Linked DNA regions of Mus musculus: regions 2, 3 and 4 are each linked to region 1. The links are chromatin contacts, called in public Hi-C and HiChIP or PLAC-seq maps. All regions are on one chromosome and are shown on one strand. The core of a region is the stretch at or near the end of the contact, and the rest is flanking DNA. Distances in the headings are between cores, read along the strand shown. Region 1 has its middle 92 kb from the start of Gm22269. Region 2 overlaps Gm40053 (a long non-coding RNA gene). Region 3 overlaps Nbea (neurobeachin). Region 4 has its middle 5.2 kb from the start of Gm40054.

Evidence for each region. HiChIP or PLAC-seq counts read pairs in DNA pulled down with a chosen protein or histone mark. Hi-C and Micro-C count contacts between places; a contact is called where the count stands out from the background.
Region 2: a CTCF HiChIP or PLAC-seq map of the NIH/3T3 cell line shows a contact between it and region 1, with 6 read pairs. The contact joins two enhancer-like sites. A contact is called at or near these places in 1 of 15 datasets of contacts at CTCF or cohesin (the NIH/3T3 cell line) and 1 of 115 datasets of contacts at active chromatin or transcription factors (embryonic fibroblasts).
Region 3: a contact with region 1 is called in an H3K27ac HiChIP or PLAC-seq map of neural progenitor cells, with 33 times the contacts expected there. The contact joins two enhancer-like sites. A contact is called at or near these places in 3 of 484 Hi-C or Micro-C datasets (cerebral cortex, cortical neurons and forebrain), 4 of 115 datasets of contacts at active chromatin or transcription factors (SST interneurons, VIP interneurons, embryonic basal ganglia and 1 more) and 1 of 9 other capture datasets (embryonic stem cells).
Region 4: a contact with region 1 is called in a Hi-C map of cortical neurons. The contact joins two enhancer-like sites. A contact is called at or near these places in 3 of 484 Hi-C or Micro-C datasets (cerebral cortex and cortical neurons) and 2 of 115 datasets of contacts at active chromatin or transcription factors (embryonic forebrain and neural progenitor cells).

Annotation. Positions count from the first base shown.
Region 1 is chr3:56,960,777-56,963,924 of GRCm38.p6, reverse strand. No RefSeq gene overlaps it. Among named protein-coding and RNA genes, the nearest start is that of Gm22269, 92 kb to the left of the region's middle. Within about 2 kb of position 1,709, at least 86 of the 459 cell types and tissues checked have an H3K27ac peak or open chromatin away from gene starts, as enhancers often do. A contact at or near this core is called in the NIH/3T3 cell line, cortical neurons, embryonic fibroblasts and 1 more, where this site is marked.
Region 2 is chr3:56,260,742-56,263,519 of GRCm38.p6, reverse strand. It overlaps Gm40053 (a long non-coding RNA gene), which reads left to right. Exons shown (of 3, transcript XR_867300.1): 2 at 2,518-2,652. Among named protein-coding and RNA genes, the nearest start is that of Gm40053, 7.8 kb to the left of the region's middle. Within about 2 kb of position 1,514, at least 38 of the 459 cell types and tissues checked have an H3K27ac peak or open chromatin away from gene starts, as enhancers often do. A contact at or near this core is called in the NIH/3T3 cell line and embryonic fibroblasts, where this site is marked.
Region 3 is chr3:56,006,942-56,009,647 of GRCm38.p6, reverse strand. Nbea (neurobeachin) reads left to right here. Exons shown (of 58, transcript NM_030595.1): 19 at 5-86; 20 at 308-431; 21 at 1,220-1,412. All of the region lies in intron 6 of Gm31914 (a long non-coding RNA gene), which reads right to left. Among named protein-coding and RNA genes, the nearest start is that of Gm22784, 51 kb to the right of the region's middle. Within about 2 kb of position 1,452, at least 4 of the 459 cell types and tissues checked have an H3K27ac peak or open chromatin away from gene starts, as enhancers often do. A contact at or near this core is called in neural progenitor cells, where this site is marked.
Region 4 is chr3:56,361,297-56,364,109 of GRCm38.p6, reverse strand. No RefSeq gene overlaps it. Among named protein-coding and RNA genes, the nearest start is that of Gm40054, 5.2 kb to the right of the region's middle. Within about 2 kb of position 1,364, at least 18 of the 459 cell types and tissues checked have an H3K27ac peak or open chromatin away from gene starts, as enhancers often do. A contact at or near this core is called in cortical neurons, where this site is marked.

The DNA of each region.
Region 1 (3,148 bases), core at 460-2,959:
GTACTAATTATAAAAAATAAAAGAATTTCAATGGAGAGAACACTGATGTGATCTGCAATTACAGGCAGAAGGACTTAACAGGGTATGCAGAATCCTTATTTTAATAGCAAGCAAATGTGATGGGGGTAGAGGTAGAAACTGTCTTGAGCAACATAAGACAATCTCAGTGCTATGACCCAGCACAGGTTTCTCAGATTCTAATGTAACATTCTAGATCTCTTTCATGAGGTCTAAACTAAACTACTGGGCAAAGTGGCAGAAGGGGCAACCTCAACTGGACTGTGTTCTGTACTCCTTTAGCTGGCGAGCAATCTCCAAAGTCCTGGTATTGTGCTTTTAGCTTAAGAGTTCCACCTGTTAGGTCAGTATATTTTCACTCACTTGGGAAGTCTGCCCACAGCCACAAGGAGCCAGGTGACATCACAGAAGGTGGTGCTGATGCATGTCTGCTTCCCAGAGCAATGCAAGCAGGTTTTCCATCACCAGCTGCCATGCTCCTGGAACTTCATTCACACCCTGTGTTGTTTCTCCAAGTATATTCGAGGGTGAGGCTAGATTTCCTTGGTGGCAGATTGCAGTTTGGTATTATTAGAAAGTGTTAGTTAAGGTTGTCGAAAACCCTTTGCTTTCCTCTGCCTGTCAATATTTATTGATCCTCCATGGTGTCCAGAGCTGCATTTCCCCTATTCACCTCCCGGCTAGCAAGATCCCTCTCCAATTCTGGTTTAAGAAAAGGATTTCTTTTTCTTCCAAAGCAGTGACATTCAGCCACGCGTGATCACTTCTTTAAAATGCATTGCAAGCCACTGCACATTTATTCCTTGTATGACAGAGACATGTGTGGACTTGTGAGAAAAGTCTTCTTAGCCCAAAATCCATCTCAGCAGTGAATGTGAAAACCTAGGATGATGGTATGGATGACAACTCCTGCTCAGAGCATCCTTTCCAGAGGGCAGTGGAACTTGCTTCATCTACAGAGTCCCTTTGCTTTTGGCAGTCAGTGCTGTGAGGATGAGCACCAAGAGGCCATTGGAATGAACTTTCTGTTCATGTCAGAGTGCAGACAGAGAGGAGTAGGTGGGAATGACTCAGTGAAAGAACCAGGCATCTGCTCGAATGGGGAGACTGATATGATTCACCACCTGCTCCTCTGAGCAGGGATCTGACTCACTGTTAAGAGAGGCTGGTTTCTAAGGCAACCACAAAGGGGCAGGCAGCAGCAGCTTATGTGAATGTGGTTTCATGCGGTCACTGGTTCCCTTGTCTAGTGACTTCCATACTTGGCTGGTTACCTCCCAAGAAATGCTTTCATTTCGTTAAATGCCATTGCAGAGAGAGGAAAATGTTCTCTCTCTCTCTCTCTCTCTCTCTCTCTCTCTCTCTCTCTCTCTCTCTCTCTCTCTCTCTCTCTCATGATTATTTATAGATGCACACATGTTAGTAGCAAAGGCTTTTGTCTGTCCACAAATTAGCAACTGATTTCTGTTCTGAGTGATCTTGCCACCAGCCCCATTGGAAAGGCCCTGTTCATGGCAGGAAGGAAGGATTCAATTGGAAAACTGTAAAAGAGAAAGAAAAACTATTGAGTCTTGCCTGTCATGGTGGTACACATCTTTAATTTTAGCATTCAGGAGGTAGAAGCAGGTGGATCTCTGTGCATTCTAGGCCAGAGTGCTCTACATAGTGAGTTCCAGGCCAGTCATGGATAGGGAGTCTCCATCTCAAAAAAAAAAAAGTACTGAGACTATGGAGTCTAGTTACATGATCATGACTCAGATGTATAGTGATTACAAGATTTTTGCTAAAATCTAGTCCTTAAATATCCCCAGAAGGCCCATATGTTAAAGACTTTGTCTCCAGACTTGTGATGCTGAAACCTGTTGCAAACTGCTGAAGGTGTAGCCCAGTGAAAAGGTTTGGTCACTGATGGAGAAGACGAAACAGAGGGTGGGAAGATCTCCAAGGGGATGGTGGAACCCTAGTCACTTTCTCTGTCTCTCTGTAATGCTTCCCTAACAACAAGAAAATGGTTAAGTTTCTCCACAGGAGATCCCTATGTATGATGCCCTGCTACATACTCAAATGCAATGACGTCATGGGGTCAAGGATTGAAGGACCCAAAGTTGTGGGCCAAAGGCCACTTTTCCTGTTCACAGTACCCCCTCCCCTACCATTTTGTTACAATAATGAAGAACTGCCTAATAGAATAGATATATAAGGACAATATCCATACATCTATTTTATTCTCTTCTCTGCAGTGCATGTGTGTTGGGACTGAGGGGTAGGACCTTTCCAAATTTCAATGCATTTGGAACCCAAGGACAACAGAAACATCGGTTACTATGAGCAGAGTGACATATATGGATTGTACCAGAGAAGAAGACTTTCTATTCTACTAGGCTAGTCAGGATGCTAATTATCCCTGCAAGGCAGTATATAAGTTCGTACTTAATCCAATTAATTGAATAAAAAGTTTGAACATAATTATTATCTTGTTTGGAAGTGAAAAACTGCTGCCAAAACACTCCAGAAGTTTCTTCATCTAAAAGACAAACTTTCCCACTTGAATTTAATTTGTGCTCATCAATAGTTATTAATAGCTTCAAATAACTTTATTATAGACAATGATAAGGAAAGCAGCAATTTATCCAGTTTTGAAATTACCACATGTCCTGATTTTGTGTGTTTTACATTTAACAAATTTTTGTTAGGTATTTTCCCCTAAAGATTTTTTTTTTATACAATTAATTCTATTGTTGAGAGAGCTAGATAATACTGTGCATACTTAAAGAGTAAGAACACTCTGAAGAGCCAATGCATTTATCCTTACATTCAATAGACTTAGGCAGTTGTCTGTATAATACATAATTCTACATCAAAATTGGGTAGGACAGATGTCCTTGGGGGAAAACAAGGGAAGATTTCATGAAAACTCAGCAGGCTTTAGAGTGGTTGCATTTCACAGTTTAGATGCTTTTGCCAACAAGGGAAAAACAAGCTCAATGGATATTGACCAGGGCAGATTTGCAAAAGCATTACAGCACAGGTTTTAACAGGGAACTCCAGGTAGATGATAGAAGCCAGACTAGTTGATGCCTAGGAGAGTCCTAGCAATTACCACCAAAAGGAAACAGTTCCTTCTCTTTCA
Region 2 (2,778 bases), core at 265-2,764, 700 kb after region 1:
TTTAGGGATAGGGAAAGGAGGTGGGAGTGAACTGGGACAGGTGAATATGATCAAAATATACTGCACAAAATTCTCAAAGAATTAAGTATTTAAAATCAAAATTTCAAAATGAAGTAGAAAAAATAGAGACCAGGAAAATTGTAAGTTCATATCCAAAAATAGAAGATTAAAGAATATCTCAGCTGCTGATCTTCTGATTCATATGCATGCTCATGCATGGACAACAGAATATTGTGAATGGTCCCCATGTCTCACAGCCCTTGACAATGTGTTGTGTAACCCATGTAATGCTTTAAATACTAATTATTATGCATGTACATTTCTATGAAATCACCTGGTATCCTGGACAGAGTAACTTGAGCATTCAGTGTTTCTGCAAAGACCTCTTCCTTGTGGTAGCATTGTGGAATACCTGGTAAGAAAATGTAACCCCTGTCCACTCCTCTTATTTCTGGAGACTGTAAAATATTTTATTTTCCAATATCTTCTATTGCTCCTTCACAGGACCATGTGAAAATCTCAAATGGGGGATTTAGGCTGTGTTAATCCTGTATAAACTAGGCTGTGTTAACTCTGTATAATCAAATTCAACTATATGTTTCCTAATAGTTATCCATTATAACAATGCTTTACATTTTTAAGAATTAAAGAAATCTGACCAGCTAATTTCAGAGGAAAAAAACAATGAATGCTTTGTTTCAAGTCAAAGACACATTCATTAGAAATAAAAGCAGACTACTAAATCTGTTCACTGAATAACAAAAACCATAACATAATTTTATTTATTATAGGCGTGATGTTCTAAGCTAACTTCTATACATAGAATAAGCTCTTGGGTCATGATCTTATTTAGAACTATCTTATATAGAGCATGTTAAATATTAAGCCAAGAACTAGCATGAGTTTAAATGGCTAAACATTTATCATTCATCTATATACCTAAGAAAAGACAAATTTACTTAGAACCAGAAAAGGTGACTATAAATCACTTTCTGTCCAAATTAAAATGATCAAGCCATGAGGTCACCAGCCTCTATTCTTCCACTGCAGTAGTTACTGAGTGAAAATTGTTTCCAAGAAATGCGGTGTTTGGAGGTATCTAGGACAATAGGTTTTCTATGTTGCATTTCCTGTGACTCACAGGAGTCTTGTGGTTTTTGAAAGTGTGCTCAATGCAGTACAGGGAAGAATTAACATTACAAAAACATTACACACAACTATGTAATGGGGTATAATGGAGATCTCAAATATTAAATTTTAAAACTTTATTTAATAAGGACTCACTGAGATAACTCTGTGTTGTTGCATATTATATACCACATATTGATTTTTTTAAAAAGCTGTATTTGTCAGGCATGTACACAATAATCTGATAATATCCTCTTAAGGGAAGCATAATTGAATAGTTAAGAGAAATAGTTCTCAACTTATTTTCTACCACAAAATGCTCAGTATCACATCACATTCCTGTGGACTGTGGGCCTGAGCCTGTAGCCAAATGCCGTGAAAAGAATTTTGGGGATCCTGGAAGTGGAGTCTGCAAATGAGAGTCTGGCCCCAAGCACAGATTCCAAAGGCTTCAAAATACAACTCTAAATTATTTGACATTTTTCCTGTGCAGTATGGCATTTATTGCCTATTCTATGAAGCTGGATTTTCATGGACTCGACAATGCTTAAATAATGACTCTGAGACTTATTAATGTTTGTAGCAGCTTAGGCCTTTAACTTGGAGTCCCTCACAGCTACTCTAAACCAACTAATTCTGGCCCTATGTCTTGCCACATGGCCAGCTCTACTTCTTTGCTGATGTTCACAGCCTTCTGCTCCCAGTTCCCACGAGTGAATCCTCTCCCTCTGATTCTTTTCCCAGAGACCCTCTCTCAGCCCAGACATCCTACCTTCCCTTTCCTGCCTAGCTATCAGCTGTCAGATTTTTATTAAGCCAATCAACAGGTAAGGAAGGAAGAGTGTTTACAAAACAGCAAGGTAGGTGATGAGCCATAAGGAAAATAATACTAAAATCAGGCCAGTACTCAGCTCTCTGATGAGCAATCAACAATTGAATATTCAGATCCAACTTTCACATAGTGCACCTCAACACAAGATGACCCAATGCACAGATTGTCTTAGCCAAGCATTGACCAAACAATGAGGACTTAGGTAAAAACAAAACAAAACAACAACAACAAAAACCAGTTTCATGGAAGGATCTAAAGAATACCCGCAATTCTGCTCACACGTATGATGTAAACAGAATCATCTGTGTGCTGAATTTTCACAAATCACATAATGGTCCTGGCAGTGTCAGTTACAAGCAGCTACCAATGAAACAGCATATACAGTTACTCATTACTTAACATCTGCTGCTCTTTCTTCTCTTTCCTCTCAAGGTACAGGTTCCAAGTGGCATGCATTCCTACAAGACAATGTGACGATCGATTGGCAGATATGTATCAAATCTTTTGTGCTATTATTAATCAATACTTTATTATTTACTTCTCTCATTTTGTTACAGAATTCCAGACAAATGCAATGTAAGGGAGAAGTGGTTTATCTGGATTGACATTGGGGAGCACAGTCCATCACAACCCGACAGACATGGCGGCAGGACCATGAAATAGCTGTTCACATTACACTCACAATCTCGAAGGTGAGAGAGTTGAATTTTGGTCCTTCACTATCTCTTTCCTTTTTATACAATCCTAGATCTCAGCCCAAGATTTAACTGCAACAAATGTGTTAGCTAAAGCCAGGGTTCTGTAATGGACAGGATTTT
Region 3 (2,706 bases), core at 203-2,702, 950 kb after region 1:
TCAGATCTTGACAGAGCAAGTCTGTACTCAAGTTGTGCATAAACCACACCCGGAGCCAGACTCCACAGTCAAAATCCAGAATCCAAGTAAGCAGAAGCCGCTCCTCCCGCGGCGCGGCAGCGCGGCCGTTACACGGTGACATGTGGGACCAAACCAGAGCCTCTCGTGACTGCGTTCCTTCTGGTGGCCCCACTTTAGGACAGGGACAGCTCCACTCGGAGCCAAGTATTGAGTTGAAAATTAGTGAATGTGGTGCTACGTCTTGGTGACATTTTAAAATTTTAATTCAGAATTTGTTTGTATATAGTGATTCTTAAGGTGGTGGCAACTTTGTTAAAGAACTCAACACCAAGTGCAGAATTGATGGAAGTCCGTCGGCTGTTTTTATCCGACATGATTAAGCTTTTCAGTAACAGCCGTGAAAATAGAAGGTAAAAAACAGTCTGATTTTTATTCTAGATTAATATTTTTTATGTTCTTGATTTTCCATAACTTTCGAATGAAAAATTCAAATAATTTGTTAAATTCTCTTAAATCATTTTAAAAAGGCTTGCGTTTCTTAGAAGCAATTTATTTCATCCTACTTTATCAGTTGTATATGCTTTTATTTAGTTGTCCTAGTACACACACACACACACACACACACACACACACACACACACACACACACACACATATGAATATACAGATGAACACTTTTGTACTTATGCTGTAGCCACTATCTCTCACATCTCCCTATCAGCAACAGTGCCTTTAATTCTCATTATGTTGGGTGTGTCCATATTCACTGATGTTGTCCTGCCATGCATTTAAGATATCCTAGCTCAGACATGATGTACAGCCTGAGTCCTTGAATATGTGTCTGGTCATTTCCTAAGTTTCTAACGCATTTTTGTATTGTGTGTGAAGCATTTTGGTGCCCACACTAGCACAGTTGGGTTGGGGGTGCTGTAGAGCCAGTCGAGAGCACCGTGAGTGTTAGCAGTGAATTATTACTGCGAACACGCAGAAGCTAAAGCTGTCTCTCGACAGGAGAGGTAGGGAGGGATTTGATTTATAATTCAAGTTCTCTAAGAAAGAAAGAAATTGATAGAGGTTATAGAATGCAGAATACAGAGAATAATCGTGTACTTGGCTTATATTTTCATCACTTTAAGTTTCAAAGTAGTAAATTATAATTTTGATAATTTTAATGAGGTCTTTTTCATTTTCTTTTTAGATGCTTACTGCAATGTTCAGTGTGGCAGGACTGGATGTTTTCTCTTGGCTATATCAATCCAAAAAGTTCTGAGGAACAGAAGATTACTGAGATGGTCTACAACATTTTCCGGATTCTTTTGTATCATGCAATAAAATATGAATGGGGAGGCTGGAGAGTCTGGGTGGACACACTCTCAATAGCCCATTCCAAGGTAAGGGGATTTGGCTTCTTCTGTCATTGAAGTTTCAGCCAGGAAGTAAATGGCTATAAACTCTCATCTGGTGCCACCTAGTGGACATTCTCAGTCATGGCTCCTTCCTTGATCCTAATTTTGACTTTGTCCTTTCTTTGCCCTTTGGTGAGCCTGAAGGTGGTTTAAGATCACTTAACTTACTCGGAGGCAAAGGCAGGTGGATTTCTGAGTTTGAGGACAGCCTTATCTACACAAAGTGAGTTCCAGGACAGCCAGGGCTATACAGAGAAACCCTGTCTCAAAAAACAAACAAACAAACAAACAAACAAACAAAAAAACCTTATGAAGTCTGTAAATTATGAATTTTGTTTTAATAGCACTTTAAGTAAGTGTGTCTGTTTGTGTGTGTGTGTCGGGGGCAGGAGGAGGTGTTCGTGTGTAGGTGTGTGAGTGCATGCAAGCACTTGCTGAGTCTGGGAGCCAGAAGATAGTTTTCAGGAGTTGGTTCTCTGCTTACAGTTACAGGTTCCAGGGATTGAACTCTGGTCTTTCGGCTTGGAGGCAACGCCTTTCCTTAATGAGCCATTTCATGTCCTCTCAATTGGAAAATTTACTATATATGTTTGTAGCCAGCATGAGAACCAGTTGCTTTTTAACTGAACCATATTCAATTCTTACAAGCATATTTCATGAAATAGTAGCTGAATAGTACTTTTAAAGATGTTTTTGAAGTAATCAGATTTCTTTTCATTCTAAAATAAGTAATAAATACATTCAAAAGGGGCTTGGTTGACTTGAATTTGGATCCCCATCGTGGCTGCACACACTTTGTTCGCCCCAAGTGCTGGAGAGCCCGATGGGTAGATCCCAAGGACTCTCAAGCCAGCCGGTCTGTCTAGCCAAAACCATAGAGCCCAGGTCAGTACAAAACGCTGTGTCAAAAATGAGTTGCCACATGAAATTGAGGAAGGCATCTCAGTGTCAGTGACCATGATAGATACATAGTTTTCTTGATTCCGTGTTTGTTTAGTTCTGCCTGGCTGGAATTTGCTGTGTACACTAACATTTAAGACTGGTTTCACTCACAGAGGTCTGTCTGCTTCTGGCTTCCTAGTATTGGCATTAAAGGCATGCACCTTAAAGTAATATTTTTAATTGTGTTGTTGTAGTTAGTGCTCTATTGCTATGAAGATACACCATGACCAAGGCAACACTTATAAAATAAAGCATTTAATTTGAGGCTTGCTTACAGTTTCAGAGGTGAGTTCATTGTCATGGAGGGGAGCATGGTGGCAAGCAGGCAGGCATGGTG
Region 4 (2,813 bases), core at 115-2,614, 600 kb after region 1:
ACATTAGAATTATAATTTAGCCCAATTCTCTAGATCCTTTAGTCCACAGAAGACTTAGTCTGTCTGCATCAACTCTCCTGAGGCATTAACTCAAAAGGCCTTCTGCTTCTTTTTTTTAAAAAGATTTATTTATTTGTTTATTTATATGTATATTAATATACTGTTGCTGTCTTCAGACACCAGAAGAGGGCATAAGATACTATTGCAGATGGTTGTGAGCCACCATGTGGTTGCTGGGTATTGAACTCAGCACCTCTGGAAGAGCAGTCAGAGCTCTTAACCGCTGAGCCATCTCTCTAGCCCTGCCTTCTGCTTCTTAATGCGAGTTATTGCATGCCATCACTGATTTATGGTCTTAGAAAAACAGACCAAATGAACTTGGCCTATTTCCAAACACACTTGTACAACAAGAATTATCCATATAAACAAACTTCTTCAGATATTAAACTAAGTCCATGGACAAATATTAGACAAAAATTTCAATCATAGCAAAAAAAAAAAAGGAAAAAAAATGACGTATGTGGAGAAAACATGAGGCCAAAGGATCATTTCTGGTTGAGCTAAGGCTCCCTAAAGCTTTGCTGACAAGCAGGAGTTATCCCCAAAGACTTACCTGTAAGATGTCTATGAAGAAAGAATGCTCTTGAGGATGGCAACCAGGTACATCTTATTCCCTACTATTGACGTATTAACTTCATCACCATTAATGAACACATAAGGAAAGAGCTTCATCTATATAATCTCTCATCATGTCAACAACCATCCAGTAGGTAAAAATAGCTATACCTTTTCTCAGAATTATCTGGACTCTAAGAAGCATGCCTAAAGTTTTCAAGTTGATAAAGGTTGAGGCCAGTTCACAGATCAAACTAGGTGACCTGGATTTTTTTTTCCTTTCTCTGGATCCTGTCATTACACAAGAGAGAAGCATGAAGGTCACTGGCAGTCATCTGAATATCAGGCTTCATTGCCTCCTGTTTCATAGCCACTCTGAATGTGGAGAAGCAACATCTGGGTTAATTCCTAGGCAGCAACACCCAGGAGAGCTTTGAACAAAAGTTTAATTTTATGCAAAAATACTACAAGATCTCTTACAATAAAGACAGCCCCAAAAGGAGTCCATCTTAAAGTGAACACAGCAGCAAATTATATTCATATTTAAGGAAAGGGGTCTTGTAGAGATACCCTAAAATATGCCGCTGCATTTCTTTGGAATGTGTTCAGGAGGTGAAAATAACTGAAGAAATTGGCTCCCTCTTCTTATCACACAGTATTCCCAGCCATCTGCTGTGTGTGCTTATGAAGATGCTGTGCAGTGCTTAAAATTCTCATCCAAGAAAATGTGAATAACCAATTTACAACCTGTGAGGGAAAGGGGAGGGATTCGTCCTTCCCATCCCCAAGGCTCAGATTTAGAGTGAGCATGTGTAGTTGTGGGTGGCTATGCTGGTTGCTTTAAAGAAGATTAAATTGTACATAATGCCAAATAACAAAACAAAAGGGGAAAATGTGTGTGGGAGATGGGAGTGAGATGCTGAAATAATTTAATTACTGTCAGGTGGTTTTCAAGCTGTACTGGGGTGAGGGGAGCCTTGAATAGAATCTATTACCCAAAAACCAAATGAGCCTACAAACATCTCTATACTCATTTTTATTGCATGATACCAAATGGTTTTCAAAACATAAAAAATAAAAGTTGTGATACTACATGGAATAAAGAGAGTGGAGACCTTTGGGTAAGACCCTACCCAGCTAAGCTTCCAATTTGTGAAAAGGAATTGAAGAAAAGCTGAAGCACTGAAGGAAACCAGCAACAAGAGGAAGCTGATGCAAATGTGATGGAAAGAGGGGGCCAAGTTCCAGCCACAGCAAGCCGTAGAACTTGGCAACTTCAGCCAAGTGGTTCTGGTTTTAGAGTCAAGAACATAAGAAAGGGGTTATGGGATCTTCCTGTGTGACTAAGGAAAGCTGCAGAGGCTAGGCATGTGACAGGAGTGTCCCTGCTTGGAGAGCCAATAAAAACATTGTGTGAAACTATGGGGATGAATCCTGAATAATGCTAGTGACCCCAAGGTGTTAGAGATGTTAGGATAATGAGATATCTTCTAGGGAAAGCTGCAGATCGGTGTGGAACCAGCCTAAGAGAGAAAAGTATGCTGTAGTCAACAAAGCCATAGGAATTGAAGTCCTGAAAAATGCTTTAACACTGGACATGGAGAGACAGAATTTAGAATTTGCCCTGCTGTTTTTTAGTCTTTCTTTGGGCCAATATTTCCTCATTCTGTTCCCTTTTATCCCTTTGGAATAGTAATATGTTCTGTGCACTCATGAGTTAGAAGGCATCTTAGTCATGTTTCTCCAGAGTCACATAACCTATGGAATAAATTTATACATACACATATATACACATGCACACACATACATATACATCATATGTGTGTCTAATTCAGGTCCAGCAAGGGCAATCGCTTCTACCTGTAATGTAATTACTAGCTGTGTCTTACACAATACTGACCATGGGTACACCATCTTGTCTCTAAAAATCCCAGGGTTCAAATAGAGACTGGAAACTTAGCACCAATCTGTGTGGGACCCCCAAGATTTTGAAAGAGGGTACTCACTCTACTGTAGTTCGATGTTTTAGGACTGAAATGTCACCCAAAGACCATGTAGCAAAAGCTTGATTGCTAAACTATGGTGCTACTAGGAGATGCTGCAACTTTTACAAGGTTCAGTCTAGTGGAAAGACATTAGATCTCTAGGAGGACATGAAGTCTCTCTGTCTCTGTCTCTCTACCCCTTTTGCTCCTGAT